Regions from separate parts of the Mus musculus genome. Here region 1 is linked to region 2. Evidence: chromatin contacts called from public HiChIP or PLAC-seq data. All regions are on one chromosome and are shown on one strand. Each heading gives the region's core, a stretch centred on a gene start, on an enhancer-like site or on the middle of the called end of the contact. The rest is flanking DNA. Distances are from core to core; before and after follow the strand shown.

Evidence for each region. HiChIP or PLAC-seq counts read pairs in DNA pulled down with a chosen protein or histone mark.
Region 1: a contact with region 2 is called in an H3K27ac HiChIP or PLAC-seq map of embryonic stem cells, with 5 read pairs. The contact joins the promoter of Mrpl4 here to the enhancer-like site in region 2. A contact is called at or near these places in 1 of 15 datasets of contacts at CTCF or cohesin (large pre-B cells), 1 of 484 Hi-C or Micro-C datasets (the G1E-ER4 cell line), 3 of 115 datasets of contacts at active chromatin or transcription factors (the SCID.adh cell line and embryonic stem cells) and 3 of 9 other capture datasets (adipose tissue, liver and pancreatic islet).

What each region holds. Positions count from the first base shown.
Region 1 is chr9:20,998,112-21,004,471 of GRCm38.p6, forward strand. It overlaps Mrpl4 (mitochondrial ribosomal protein L4), which reads left to right and starts at 4,626. Exons shown (of 9, transcript NM_023167.2): 1 at 4,626-4,886; 2 at 4,973-5,039; 3 at 5,143-5,293. The coding sequence starts at 4,830.
Region 2 is chr9:21,200,135-21,206,666 of GRCm38.p6, forward strand. Pde4a (phosphodiesterase 4A, cAMP specific) reads left to right here. Exons shown (of 15, transcript NM_183408.3): 8 at 1,087-1,283; 9 at 3,064-3,162; 10 at 3,254-3,418; 11 at 4,190-4,289; 12 at 4,836-4,990; 13 at 5,157-5,279; 14 at 6,011-6,193. Among named protein-coding and RNA genes, the nearest start is that of Keap1, 36 kb to the right of the region's middle. Within about 2 kb of position 4,542, at least 73 of the 459 cell types and tissues checked have an H3K27ac peak or open chromatin away from gene starts, as enhancers often do. A contact at or near this core is called in embryonic stem cells, where this site is marked.

The sequences.
Region 1 (6,360 bases), core at 3,376-5,875, 200 kb before region 2:
AAGAGCCCCAGCCTGGAGGCTGGACAGATGGCTCAGAGGCTAAGAGAACTGGCTGCTGCCAGGCAGTGGTGGTGCACACATTTAATCCCAGCTCTTGGGAGGCAGAGGCAGGGAGATTTCTGAGTTGGAGGCCAGCCTGGTCTACAGAGTGAGTTCCAGGACAGCCAGGGCTACACAGAGAAACCATGTCTTGAAAGAGAGAGAGAGAGGGAGAGAGAGAGAGGGAGAGGGAGAGAGAGAGGGAGAGAGAGAGAGAGAGAGAGAGAGAGGGAGAGGGAGAGGGAGAGGGAGAGGGAGAGGGAGAGGGAGAGGGAGAGGGAGAGAGAGAGAGAATGTGTGAGAGTGTGAGTGAGCTGGCTGTTCTTCCAAAAGTCCTTAGTTCAGTTCCTACTAACTGTATGGTGGCTCATAGCCATCTATAATGAGATCTGGTGCCCTCTTCTGGCTTGCAAGCATACATGCAGGCAGACTGGATGTATATTTTTTTTTAAAAATATTTATTTATTATTATATCTTAAGTACACTGTAGCTGTCTTCAGACACAGCAAAAGAGGGCATCAGATCTCATTACAAGTGGTTGTGAGCCACCATGTGGTTGCTGGAATTTGAACTCAGAATCTTCGGAAGAGCAGTCAGTGCTCTTAACCATGAGCCATCTCTCTAGCCCCCTGGATGTATACTTAATAAATAGAACAAAGGGGGAAAGATGCTGCATGGCTTCTTAAAAAAAAAAAAAAAGAGGCCAGCCTGGGCTACATAGTAAACCCTAAGGCCAGTCACAGTGGCAATGCTTGTAGTCCCAACATTGGGGAAGCTGGCCAGTCAACCTGGAAGCCAAACCAAGACCCTCAGATTCACTGGCCAGCCAGCCTGGCTGAATCCAAGAACTCTAGACTCACTGAGAGACCCTGGGTTTCATAAACTAAGGTAGAAAAAAAAGTGGGCAATGGTGATGCATGCCTTTAATCCTGGCACTCTGGAGGATGTGAGTTCAAGGCCAGCCTGGTCTACAGAGCAGTTCCAGGACAGAGAAACATTGCCTCAAAAAACAAAAACAAACTAGCTAAGGTGGAGAGGACAGAGCAGGACACTCACTTTGACCTTTGTGCATAGGTTTCCTGTCCACCCTCGTACCCACTCACACACTAAGAATAGAAGGACTAGAGAAAGGATGCCAGCACCTGAGAGGCAGAGACAGAAGGGTCTCTCAGCAGACCACAGCCTGAAAGGAAAGGGAAAAGAAGGAGTGTTATTCAGCCCTGTTGTTATACATGGTAGGCGATATTAAATGTAAGTGACCAGACGGAAACACACATGTTCTCTTTGGTGAGGAAAATAAAAGCTGAATACAGACAGGCATGGTGATGCACGCCTTTAATCCCAGCACTCAGGAAGAAGAGGCAAGTGGATCTCTGTGAGTTTGAGATTGGCCAGCCAGAGCTACGTAGTAAGGCCCACTTTTTGCACTTACAAAGACTTGGATTTCAGGTTTGTCAGGAGGACTCCACAGGTAAAGATGCTTGTTGCCAAGCTTCACATCTGACTTTAAGACCTAGGATACCAAGCCGGGCATGATGGTGCACACCTTTAATCCCAGCACTCGGGAAGCAGAGGCAGGTGGATTTCAGAGTTCGAGGCCAGCCTGGTCTACAAAGTGAGTTCCAGAACAACCAGGGCTATACAGAGAAACCCTGTCTCAAAAAACCAAAAACAAAAACAAAAACAAAAGAAAGAGAGAGAGAGAAAGAGAGAACCAATTCCCACAAATGGTCTTTTGATCTCCATACCCACATGTGTGCCCCCAACACAAATGAATGAATGAATAAAAAGATAAACAAACAAATACCAGTAAGAACAAACCCCCAAAACACTAGGTTCTTGGGCCAATGAGACGGCTCAGTGGATAAAGGTGCTTGCTACCAAGTCTAACAACCTGAGCTTGATCCCTGGAACTTATCTAGTGAAAGAAAAGGACTAACAACTCAACATCACCTTCTGACCTCCACATCTGCAGCTTGGCATATGTATGCCCACTCTCAACTGCACATAGAAAAGGCACTGTTGGTTAGAATAAATCCTTGTTTTCTTTGTGGTGCTGGAGATAGAACCAAGGGCCTCATGTATACTTGGCTACCACTGTTTAATAGTTAATTAGTAAATCTAATAGTATATCCTAGAAATGTTCAAAAATATATCAGTGAGGCTGGGGCTCAGTGGATAGGGTGTTTGCCTAACAAGCAGGAGGCCCTGGACTCCAGCCTCAGTACTACACGAACAGCACATAGTTCCACAAGACAGTCATGTTAGCACGAGAAAGGCAGAGACAGAAGATCAGGGTTCATGGTTATTCTCAGCTACATAGTGAGTTCCAAGCTAGGCTGGGCTACATAATACATGTCTGAAAATACATAAACTGATAACAAATGCAAAGACGACGACGACGACAACAACAACAACAACAAAACTATATGCATTTAGCCCAATAATTACATTCTCCAGGGTCTGCTCCACCAGTGAGTTATGGCACTGTGTAGCCTGGAACTCACTATGTAGACCAAGGTTGCCTGAACTCACTAAGAACCACCTGCCTTGGTCTGCCTCTGCCTCCTAAGTGCTGGGATTAAAGGCTTGTACCACCATGCCCGGCCTGCCTTGGTCTTCTGTTGTCTCTTTGATCACAAGGCTCCTTCAGTATTAGAATCCATAATGCTGGTTACTGAATTTTCATCTCAAGCCAGGAATTCCACCCTTTGTACTCCTCATTTACAAAAGAATCACAATTTTCCCATTATCCAGGTGATGAAAAGGAGGTTGGCTCAGAGACCAGAGTCCAAGCTCTGTCCAGCCCTCATAGTGGATGGCAGTGAGCCAGGTGTAAGCTCTCAGCACCCCCTGAAGGTCAAGTGTGGAACAGAGACAAACCATAAACTCTTTCAATTATCTTTGGAGAGGTTCTTAGTGAGGTGATCTGGATCTGTTCATGAGGTAATTTTTTTTTCCCCTCTGCCCTGGGAGAGTCCTAGAAGGACAGGGGGCAGGATCCTGGATTAGATGTGAGTGGAGGGACACAGGGCTGATAGGAGGGATTTCAGAGGGATATAGCCAGCCCTGGAGAATCTAAGAAATACTGAAAGCTTTCTGGCAGGACTTTCATTTAAAGAATCAAACACATCTGGAAAGAGGAGGCTGGAGGATTTCAAGATTACATACTGGAGTTCTCTCTCAACAAATAAATAAACCCCATAGGGGCTGGAGAGATGGCTCAGCTGCTAGGGCACCTAAACTGCACAAACATCTTGATCTTTAGCACTAAATAAACCAGCATGGTGGCACATACATATAATCTCAGGACTCTTGAGGTGGGGGGCAGAAGAATCAGAAATTCAGCCGGGCATGGTGGCGCATGCCTTTAATCCCAGCACTCGGGAGGCAGAGGCAGGCGGATTTCTGAGTTCGAAGCCAGCCTGGTCTACAGAGTGAGTTCCAGGACAGCCAGGGCTACACAGAGAAACCCTGTCTCAAAAAAAAAAAAAAAAAAAAAGAATCAGAAATTCAAGGTTACTCTTGACTACACAGAGTTCAAGGCCAGCCAAATCAGACCCCTTCACACACCAAAGAGAGGGGGAGGGAAGATCAGATAAAATTAGATTCACCTGGTCATGTAAGCATAGCGGTGCAGACAACCAGCAATCCAGACCTCCGGAAGCCAGACAGGGAGACTCTGAACTCAAGGTCATCCTTGGCTACACAGAGAAGCCTTGTTTACAAAAGAATAGGATGGCGTTTGAGATGGCTCAGCTGGTTAGGTGGCTTGCCACCAAACTGGATGGCCTGAGTTCTATCCACAGAGTGAAAGGAAATCGCAACTCCCTTGAGTTGTCTTCTTACTTCCACACTCAAACACAAAAATAAATTAAGAAAACTAAAATAGGAGCTGGAGAGATAGCTCTGTGGTTAAGAGCACTGTCTGCTCTTCCCGAGTTCGATTCCCAGCAACCACATGGTGGCTCATAGCCACCTATAATGGGATCTGATGCTCTCTTCAGGCATGCAAACAGAGCACTTATATGTATAAAATAAATAAAATATTTCTTAAAAGTAAAAAATTAAAATACATATATATTGAAAAAGCGAAAAATAGCCACATGACATGGACATGGCACACACCTTTAAAATTTTTTTCTTAATTTCCAGACAGGGTCTCACTCTGAAGTCACTATGTACTATATAGACCAGGCTGGCCTCGAATTGCAGTGTTGCTTCTGAGTGCTAGAATTAAAATCATGCAACACCACGGCCCAGCCCAGCACACATCTTTAGTCTCAGTACTCAGGAATCAGAATCATGTGGATCTCTCTGAGTTCGAGGTCGCCCTGCGCTGCATAGGGTGAGTCAGGAGTGAGACCCTTACTCTAAAAGACAAAAGTCAATTCATATCAATAATGGTAAAGGGAGAGAAAGACACAGGAAAAAAATGTAGGCAAAATACGCAGTGTAGCAGGAGGCTCATCCACGTTCAATAAAAAAGATAAACGCTTATTAGCCAGGTACCGCCCAGGTATGGGCGGACCCTCCATCAATACTTGAGGTTCATTGGTTAAAAGAGAACCGCGTCTCTGGGGTTTGCTTCCCGGCACCCGGCTCTGGCTCTCCGGTGTCGGGGCTTCCGGCTGTCAAGTGGAGCTGATCCACAGCCTCAGGCTTCGGGACCTGGCGCTGATGGCGGCGGAATCGCCTTCGTGACGTACCCGGCGCACATACGACGTCATCAGCCACCGCCGCGAGCGTCCGTACCGCAGCGACCTCGGCGCTGCGAGAGGTCCTCCGAGATGCTGCGGTTGTTCCAGGCCGCTTCCCGGGCCTCGCTTCGACTCTCTGGCTCCCGGGTAGGGCACTGAGCTGAGGTCAAGGCCGGAGGTCAAAGGTTGAGAACCTCCGAGAGCACCTCTAACTCCCGCCTGTCATTTTCCAGGTCATCCACTCTCTAGCGGAAGGCGCGGAGCGGCCGGCCGAGATTTCAGAGCCGCGAGATAGCGCTGGTGAGACGACCGGGACCTTGACACACAGAGTGGGGGGAGATAGCACAGAAGGTACTGAGCTTTGATCCTGACCCTTGACCGCTCATTTGTCACCCCCCGCCAGGTCTCCTAGATCCTGTTTTGCGCAAGTGTGAGCTCCGGATCCCAGTGCACCGGCGTCCGGTGCAAGCCTGGGTCGAGTCTCTCCGAGGCTTTGAGCAGGAGCGCATCGGCCTGGCGGAGCTGCACCCCGACGTGTTTGCAACGGCGCCTCGGTGAGTGCAGGGTGCAATGGGAGGAACTTGCCGTGGTTTCTCCACTTGACAAAAGGGGTGATCAGTTTCGCTGCTACAGGGCTGGAAGGCGAATGACTCAACCCTGCTGTCACCCTGACCTATTACATCCTGCCTTGCTCTCTTGTGCTTGGGTCTCCGTTTTGTCAGACCTCAAGAAGTTAGGTGACAGCCGGGTGGTGGTGGCTCATGCCTTTAATCCCAGCACTTGGGAGATAGAGGCAGGCAGATTTCTGAGTTCGAGGCCAGCCTGGTCTACAAAGTGAGTTCCAGGACAGCCAGGGCTACACAGAGAAACCCTGTCTCAAAAAACAAAAACAAAAACAACAACAACAACAACAACAAAAGAAGTTGTGTGACGACTAGGTAGATTAATCCACAACAGAGAAAATTCTCTAGAAGTGTTTTTTATTAGGGCTGGAGGTGTGCACTGTTAGAGGGCTTGCCTGCATGCACCTTGTCCTGGGTTCCCTTCTATAGCATACACATGTCCTGGTAACCCACACCTCTAACCCCACCAGCACTGTAGAGGTGGAAATAAGAGAATCAAGAAATTAATGGTCAAGGTTGCATAGTGAGTTCCAGACCAGTCTGGGCTACATGACACCATAAGTAAAAATAAAAATACTGGGCTGGTGAGATGGCTCAGTGGGTAAGAGCACCCGACTGCTCTTCCGAAGGTCCGAAGTTCAAATCCCAGCAACCACATGGTGGCTCACAACCACCCGTAATGAGATCTGATGCCCTCTTCTGGAGTGTCTGAAGACAGCTACAGTGTACTTACATATAATAAATAAATAAATCTTTAAAAAAAATAAAATAAAATAAAAATAAAAATACTAAGTACTGGAGAGATGGCTCACTAACTGCTTTCCAGAGGTCCTGAGTTCAATTCCCAGCAACCACATGGTGGTGGCTCACAACTATCTGTAATGGAATCTGATGCCCTGTTCTGGTGTGTCTGAAGACAGCTACAGTGTGCTCATATGCATAAGATGAATAAATAATCATTTAAAAAAGTAAGTAAATTCTATTAACATGATTTAAAA
Region 2 (6,532 bases), core at 3,292-5,791:
TAGAACAACAACAAACCAATAAAAGACCAAGTGTAGTGGTACACACCTTTAATCTTGCACTCAGGAGGCAGAGGCAGGCAGATCTCTGAGTTCAAGGCTAGCCTGGTCTACAGTTTGAGTTCTAACATAGCCAGGGCTACACAGAGAAACCCAGAAGAGGGCATCCAATCTCATTACAGATGGTTGTGAGCCACCATGTGGTTGCTGAGAATTGAACTCAGGACCTCTGGAAGAGCAGTTGGTGCTCCTAACCCCTGAGCCATGTCTCTCCAGCCCCAAGAAACTTTTTTTAAAAATAAAGATAGAAAGAAACTTCATGTGAAGTAGTGGAGCATACCTCCAAAATCCCAGCAGTCAAAGGCTGAGGCAGGAAAATTTCAAGTTCCCAGGCCTGCCTGGATGACATGATGAGACCGTGCCAAAAAATGTTTCAAGACCGGGAGATTCTGAGTTTTAAGCCTCCCTCCAATAGCTAAGGTGTGGTATGTCTTAGAATTCTGAGGATGCAGCCAGTGGGTTGGTTGCATGCAAATTAGGTCCTCCAAGGTCATAATGGGGTCAGCCCCACTGGTTCTCAGAAGCCTTTGAAAGCTCAAGAAAAGAGTCTCTGTGGCTGCTCTTCAGGCTGACTGGTGCCAAGGGGTGGGGGTGTCATGGATCCAGAGACCTCCCTTCCCTCTCACCTACCAACGATGTCACCTCCCATCACTACCCTCAGCCATCAGAGTGGTATCTTCCCTGGCCAAGAAGGTCCCCTGGCTATCCAGAGTCAGCAGCAGCAGCAGCTCACTTGGGGGTCTTCATCCCACATCCTCATGTCTCATACCATGTTGTGGCCCAAACTGGGCACCAGTCTGAGGGTACTCCACAGTCCAGGATCATCCCTAAGACCCCCACTCCTGCCCACCACCTCCCAGAAAACTTCTTTCATGAGTCCTGGTTTCCAGCCTCAGAACAGAGAAGAGCATTCCCTGCAGAAGGATGGCCTCATAGCAAGTGAGACATCTCAGGACACCACCACAGGCTGAGGGATGTGGGGGAGCCTCCTGGAAAGCCATCCCATGCTTCTTACCTGACCTTTGACAGACAAGCAGCACGAAGTGGAGATCCCATCGCCCACGCCGCGACAGAGACCCTTCCAGCAGCCCCCACCAGCAGCAGTGCAGCAGGCCCAGCCCATGTCTCAGATCACAGGGCTGAAAAAGCTGGTACACACCGGAAGCTTGAACATCAATGTCCCACGATTTGGAGTCAAGACAGATCAGGAGGACCTCTTAGCACAAGTAGGTGTAGGGAGCGGGGCTCAACAGGGGAAGCCTTGTCTGGGAGGCATCCATCAAAGGGCAGGGGCTTTGGGGCTCATGTAACCCAGGTTCCCAGGGTGCAGAGTCTGACATGTTGTGGGGTGGAAGGGTCAGAGAGTGACTCCAACTTGCTCCACCAGAACCTTGGATTTAGACAGTCACTCATTCTGACACACTTGTGGCCAGCCCTGGTACACGGCTTTTTAATCAGTGTTATAAACTGAGTTCGTGGTGTGTAATGGATTCCGAGGAGACCAACAGTCCTCCTCCGACCCCAACACAACTGAGGTCTTATGAGCAGCTTACAGTCCGACAGAGGTCTGGGGGTCGGCCCGGCTTGCTTCCCAGCTTGTGAGCTTATGGGTATTAGAGAAGCCTGGCATGCTTATGGTCCCAGAGTCCCTTCCCAGCACCGCATGAGCCCAGTGTGGTGGCCTGTGACCCTAGTACTGGGGAGGTAGAAGCAGTGGCGCACACCTTTGATCCCAGCAGAGGCAGGCAGAGGCAGGCAGATTTTTGAGTTCTAGGCCAGCCTGGTCTACAGAGTGAGTTCCAGGACAGCCAGGGCTACACAGAGAAACCCTGTCTCAAAAAACCAAAAAAAGTAAATAAATAAAAAGAGAGCGAAAACAATAAATTTGGGGAGGGGGAAAAAAGGAGTTACAGAGATGCCTCAGCCACTAAGAGGGCTTGCTGCTCTTGCGAAGGTTTCTAGTTCAGCTCCCACCATCCATGATTCGGAGAGGAGGCCAGGGGCTCACAGCAATTTTAGCTCCAGGGATGGAGCACACCTTCTGGCCCTGTACACAAGTAAAACACAGAGATACGCATACACATAAATGGTTTTTTCTTTCTTTTCTTTCTTTCTTTCTTTCTTTCTTTTTTTTTTTTTTTTTTTTTTTTTGAGGCAGGGTTTCTCTGTATAGCCCTGGCTGTCCTGGAACTCACTCTGTAGACCAGGCTGGCCTCGAACTCAGAAATTTGCCTGCCTCTGCCTCCCAAGTGCTGGGATTAAAGGCGTGCACCACCATGCCCGACTGTTTTTGTTCTTTTTTTTTTTTTAAAGAATTTTACAAAGAAGAATGATTGAGGAAGACATCTTAAGGTGACCTCTGATCTCTGTGGATATGCATACCTGCACACAGGCACACACACATACAAAGATATAGTCTGTCTTAAAGTCCATGTATCTGGCCCATGCTTTTAATCTCAGCACTAGGGAGGCAGAGACAGACAGATGGCTGACTTCCAGGACAGCCAGGACTACAAAAAGAAACCCAGTGGTGGGAGGGGTGGTGCTGGAGAGATGGCTCAGTGGTTAAGAGCACTGGCTACTCTTCCAGTTCAATTCCCAGCAACTACATGGTGGCTTGTGACCATCTGCAATGGACCTGATACCCTCTTCTGTAATGCAGGCATACATGAAAATAGAGCACTCATATACATAAAATAAATATATGTTGGGTTTTTTGGTTTTTTTTTTTTTTTTTTTTAAGTTTAAGGCAAGCCAGGTGGTGGTGGCACACGTCTTTAATCCCAGCACTTTCGAGGCAGAGGCAGGCGGATTTCTGGGTTCCAGGCCAGCCTGGTCTACAAAGACAGGGCTACATAGAGAAACCCTGTCTCAAAAAAAAAAAAAATGTCCATGCATTTGAACTTTATGCAATTTGTGAACAGTAATGAGGCTCAGAGTCCTAGGAAGTAGCTTTCCTGTCCCTGAACCATGCAAGCTCCTGACTTCTTACCCTGTCACTGCCAGGAACTGGAGAACTTGAGCAAATGGGGCCTGAACATCTTTTGTGTGTCGGAGTACGCTGGAGGCCGTTCACTCAGCTGTATCATGTATACGATATTCCAGGTGATGTCGAACAGGGAGCTGGCTGGGATCCAAGGGGCTGGGACGGGGCATTGGGGGTCAGCAGGAGTCACTGCTCTGCTCTGGCTCCCAGGAGCGGGACTTACTGAAGAAATTCCACATCCCCGTGGACACCATGATGACATACATGCTGACGCTGGAGGACCACTACCACGCTGACGTGGCCTACCACAACAGCCTGCACGCAGCCGATGTGCTACAGTCCACACATGTGCTGCTGGCCACGCCTGCACTGGATGTGAGTGCCCGCCTCCTCCTGTCTGTCCCTTCATCTCCTCTAGCCCATTTCTCTAATCCTATCTTCTCTTGTTTTTGGGGGGTGCTGTTGCCTATGTGTGGAGGTCAGAGAACAACTTTTGGAACGGAGTTTTCTGCCTTTTTACTATGTAAATCCAGGAACCAGACTCAGTCATGTTTACCTGAGTAGCAAGTTCTTTTACCCAGTGAGCAGTCTTGCTAGTGTCTGTTTTGTTTTACTGGCCTGTGTGTGTGTGTGTGTGTGTGTGTAAGGGGGCACACGGGGCATGTGTGGAGGTCGGAGAACACTCCTTTGTGTCTTACCGTCCCTTTACCTTGTTCCAAGTCAGGATGTCACTTGTTGCCACACATCCCCAGACCAGGCTGGTGTACAGCTCTCATAGAGATCCGCCTGCCTCTGCCTCCTGAATGCTGAGATTAACACCTTCATTTTTGAAACAGGGTCAACCACTGAGTAGGGGAGATTGGCCAGGGGCCCCAGGGACGCAGCCCTCTCTCAAAGCTGAAATTGCAAGATCAGCCCACAGGCCTGGCTTTTTAATGTGGGGTGTGGGTTTGAAGCTCAGGTCGTCATGCTTGCGTAGCCAGCACTTTACTGGTTCAGCGATCATCTGCCCAGACACTACATCTATCTTTCTCTTCCTCTTCTTTCTGGAGTCCCATCTTCCTCATCTCTGTCTGGGCTGTCCCTTTTGTGTGTCCCCTCTGTGTCAGACTCTGCCTCTCTCTCACTTCTTCTCCCTGCCCCCAGGCCGTGTTCACAGACCTGGAGATTCTTGCTGCTCTCTTCGCTGCTGCCATCCATGACGTGGACCACCCTGGCGTCTCCAACCAGTTCCTAATCAACACCAGTGAGTGGCTTTTCAGGGCGGAGACAGTTAGGCTCAGGGCGTGGCCATTTGGCCTAGAAGCAACATCTGGTTGAATGGAGGTGGGAATAGCCCCTCACGTTGGGATGAAAGTATGGAGGTGGTCTAGCTGGAACCGGGGCTGGTCAGGATGAAGGTGGAGCCTGTGTTGTAGAGATTAGACCACCTGGGCTAGGGGAGGAGCTGGCAAGGCTAGCTTTGGGGCTTAATATATTGATGGGAAACAACCTGCCTGTGAACCTGGTTTATGGGGCGTGAAATTAAACCAACTGAGCTAGGGGTGGAGCCAGCCAGGTGGGGGCGGGGCTTGTGAGGATGGGATGGGCCCGCTAGGCTAAGGGTGAGGACGGCCAGAGGAGGATTGGAGCAGGAACAGTCTAGGCGCCTGATGCTTGGTTTATTTGGTGAAGCACCGATGTGGCAGAGGAGGGGGCTGGGACTAGTCAGTCTGAAAATGAAGCCAACTGGAGACTGGGCGCGCACGGGGCGGGGCTTGGTACCCAGGTGGTACCACGTGGTACTCTGCAGATTCGGAGCTGGCATTGATGTACAACGATGAGTCTGTGCTTGAGAACCACCACCTGGCTGTGGGATTCAAGCTGCTGCAAGAAGAGAACTGCGACATCTTCCAGAACCTCAGCAAGCGCCAGCGGCAGAGCCTGCGCAAGATGGTCATCGACATGGTGGGCGGGGCCAGCGCTGTGGGTGGGGCTTGGTGGCGGGGCGGGCCTTAAGAACCCTGCAGTTTGGCAAAGGAAAATAAATCTAGGGCCAGGGTAGGTAACAGAGTGGATGTCAGGGGGAGGGTGGGCAAGCTTTCTTCCCTGACTTGACATATCTTGCTTTTAGGTGCTGGCCACAGACATGTCCAAGCACATGACCCTTCTGGCTGACCTGAAGACTATGGTAGAGACGAAGAAAGTGACCAGCTCTGGAGTTCTCTTGCTGGACAACTACTCTGACCGTATCCAGGTGCCCCAGATGCCCTCTTCCTCGTTCGTGATTGCCTCTCCCATCTTCCCTTTCCAACACATGCCCCTCCTTCCTCTGTCAATTCCCATATGTCTCTTTCTCAACCTCTTCCGTCTCTCTCCAACCCTCTCCCCTGACGTACCCCACTCAGCTTCTCTCACCACACACCCATCTTGCCCCAGCTGTCTCTCACCTCTCTCCATTTCCCTCACACTTCTTGCCTCAGCTTTCTCCTTCACTCCAATTCACCTGCCCAGCACACACATACACAGACACGCATACACACACATGCATTTGTGCATTAGCGCGCGCGCACATACACACACACACACACACATACACATTCAGGCATACAAGCACATGGAGTTAAGAAAACCTTAGGCCTAGTGAGCACCCTTAATCCCAGCATTCCAAAAGTAGAGACTGGAGGATGGCCACAAGTCCAAAACCAGCTGGGACTCTATTTGGAAACCCCTTTTAAAAAGTCAAATAAAGCCACTAGAAACTAAATCTGAGTGTGCTGTTGCATCCCTGTGTCCCCAGCACTTAGAAGATGGGGGCAGGATCAGAGTTTGAGGTCATCCGCAGCTACATAGCAAGTTCAAGGCCAACCTAAGCTACAGGGGACCCTGTCTCATAAAAAAGACAGGGAGACAGAGAGAGAAGACAGCCAGAGGCCCACAGACTGGGATTCTGCCTGGCCTCTGAAGGCCCCTCCCTGTATTCACCAGGTCCTCAGGAACATGGTGCACTGTGCAGACCTCAGCAATCCCACCAAGCCCCTGGAGCTGTACCGACAATGGACTGATCGCATCATGGCTGAGTTCTTCCAGCAGGGTGACCGAGAACGGGAACGCGGAATGGAGATTAGCCCCATGTGTGACAAGCACACAGCCTCTGTGGAGAAGTCTCAGGTACGGCGGGTACAGGGCCTCGGGACAGCTTACAGGAGTAGCTTGGCCCACCTCTCCAGGACGACAAAATCAGTGTCTGACTCTTTGGTAGTGGGCTCATCGGAGGCAGGTCACTCCCATTTTGCAAAGTTATGTTCACAGATCTCTGGCTAGTCCACCTATCATGGCATCAGTCTGCTGCAAACCAGGCATTTTAAAAACAATGTTTTGTGTGTTGGGAGGGGGGTGGTTTTAGTTTTCTGTTTTACATCTGGACCTTGAACTCACTATAGCCAAGGATAAATTTGAATCTCTGATCTTACTGCCCTACCTCTCTAGCACTGGATCCCGGGCTGCCCC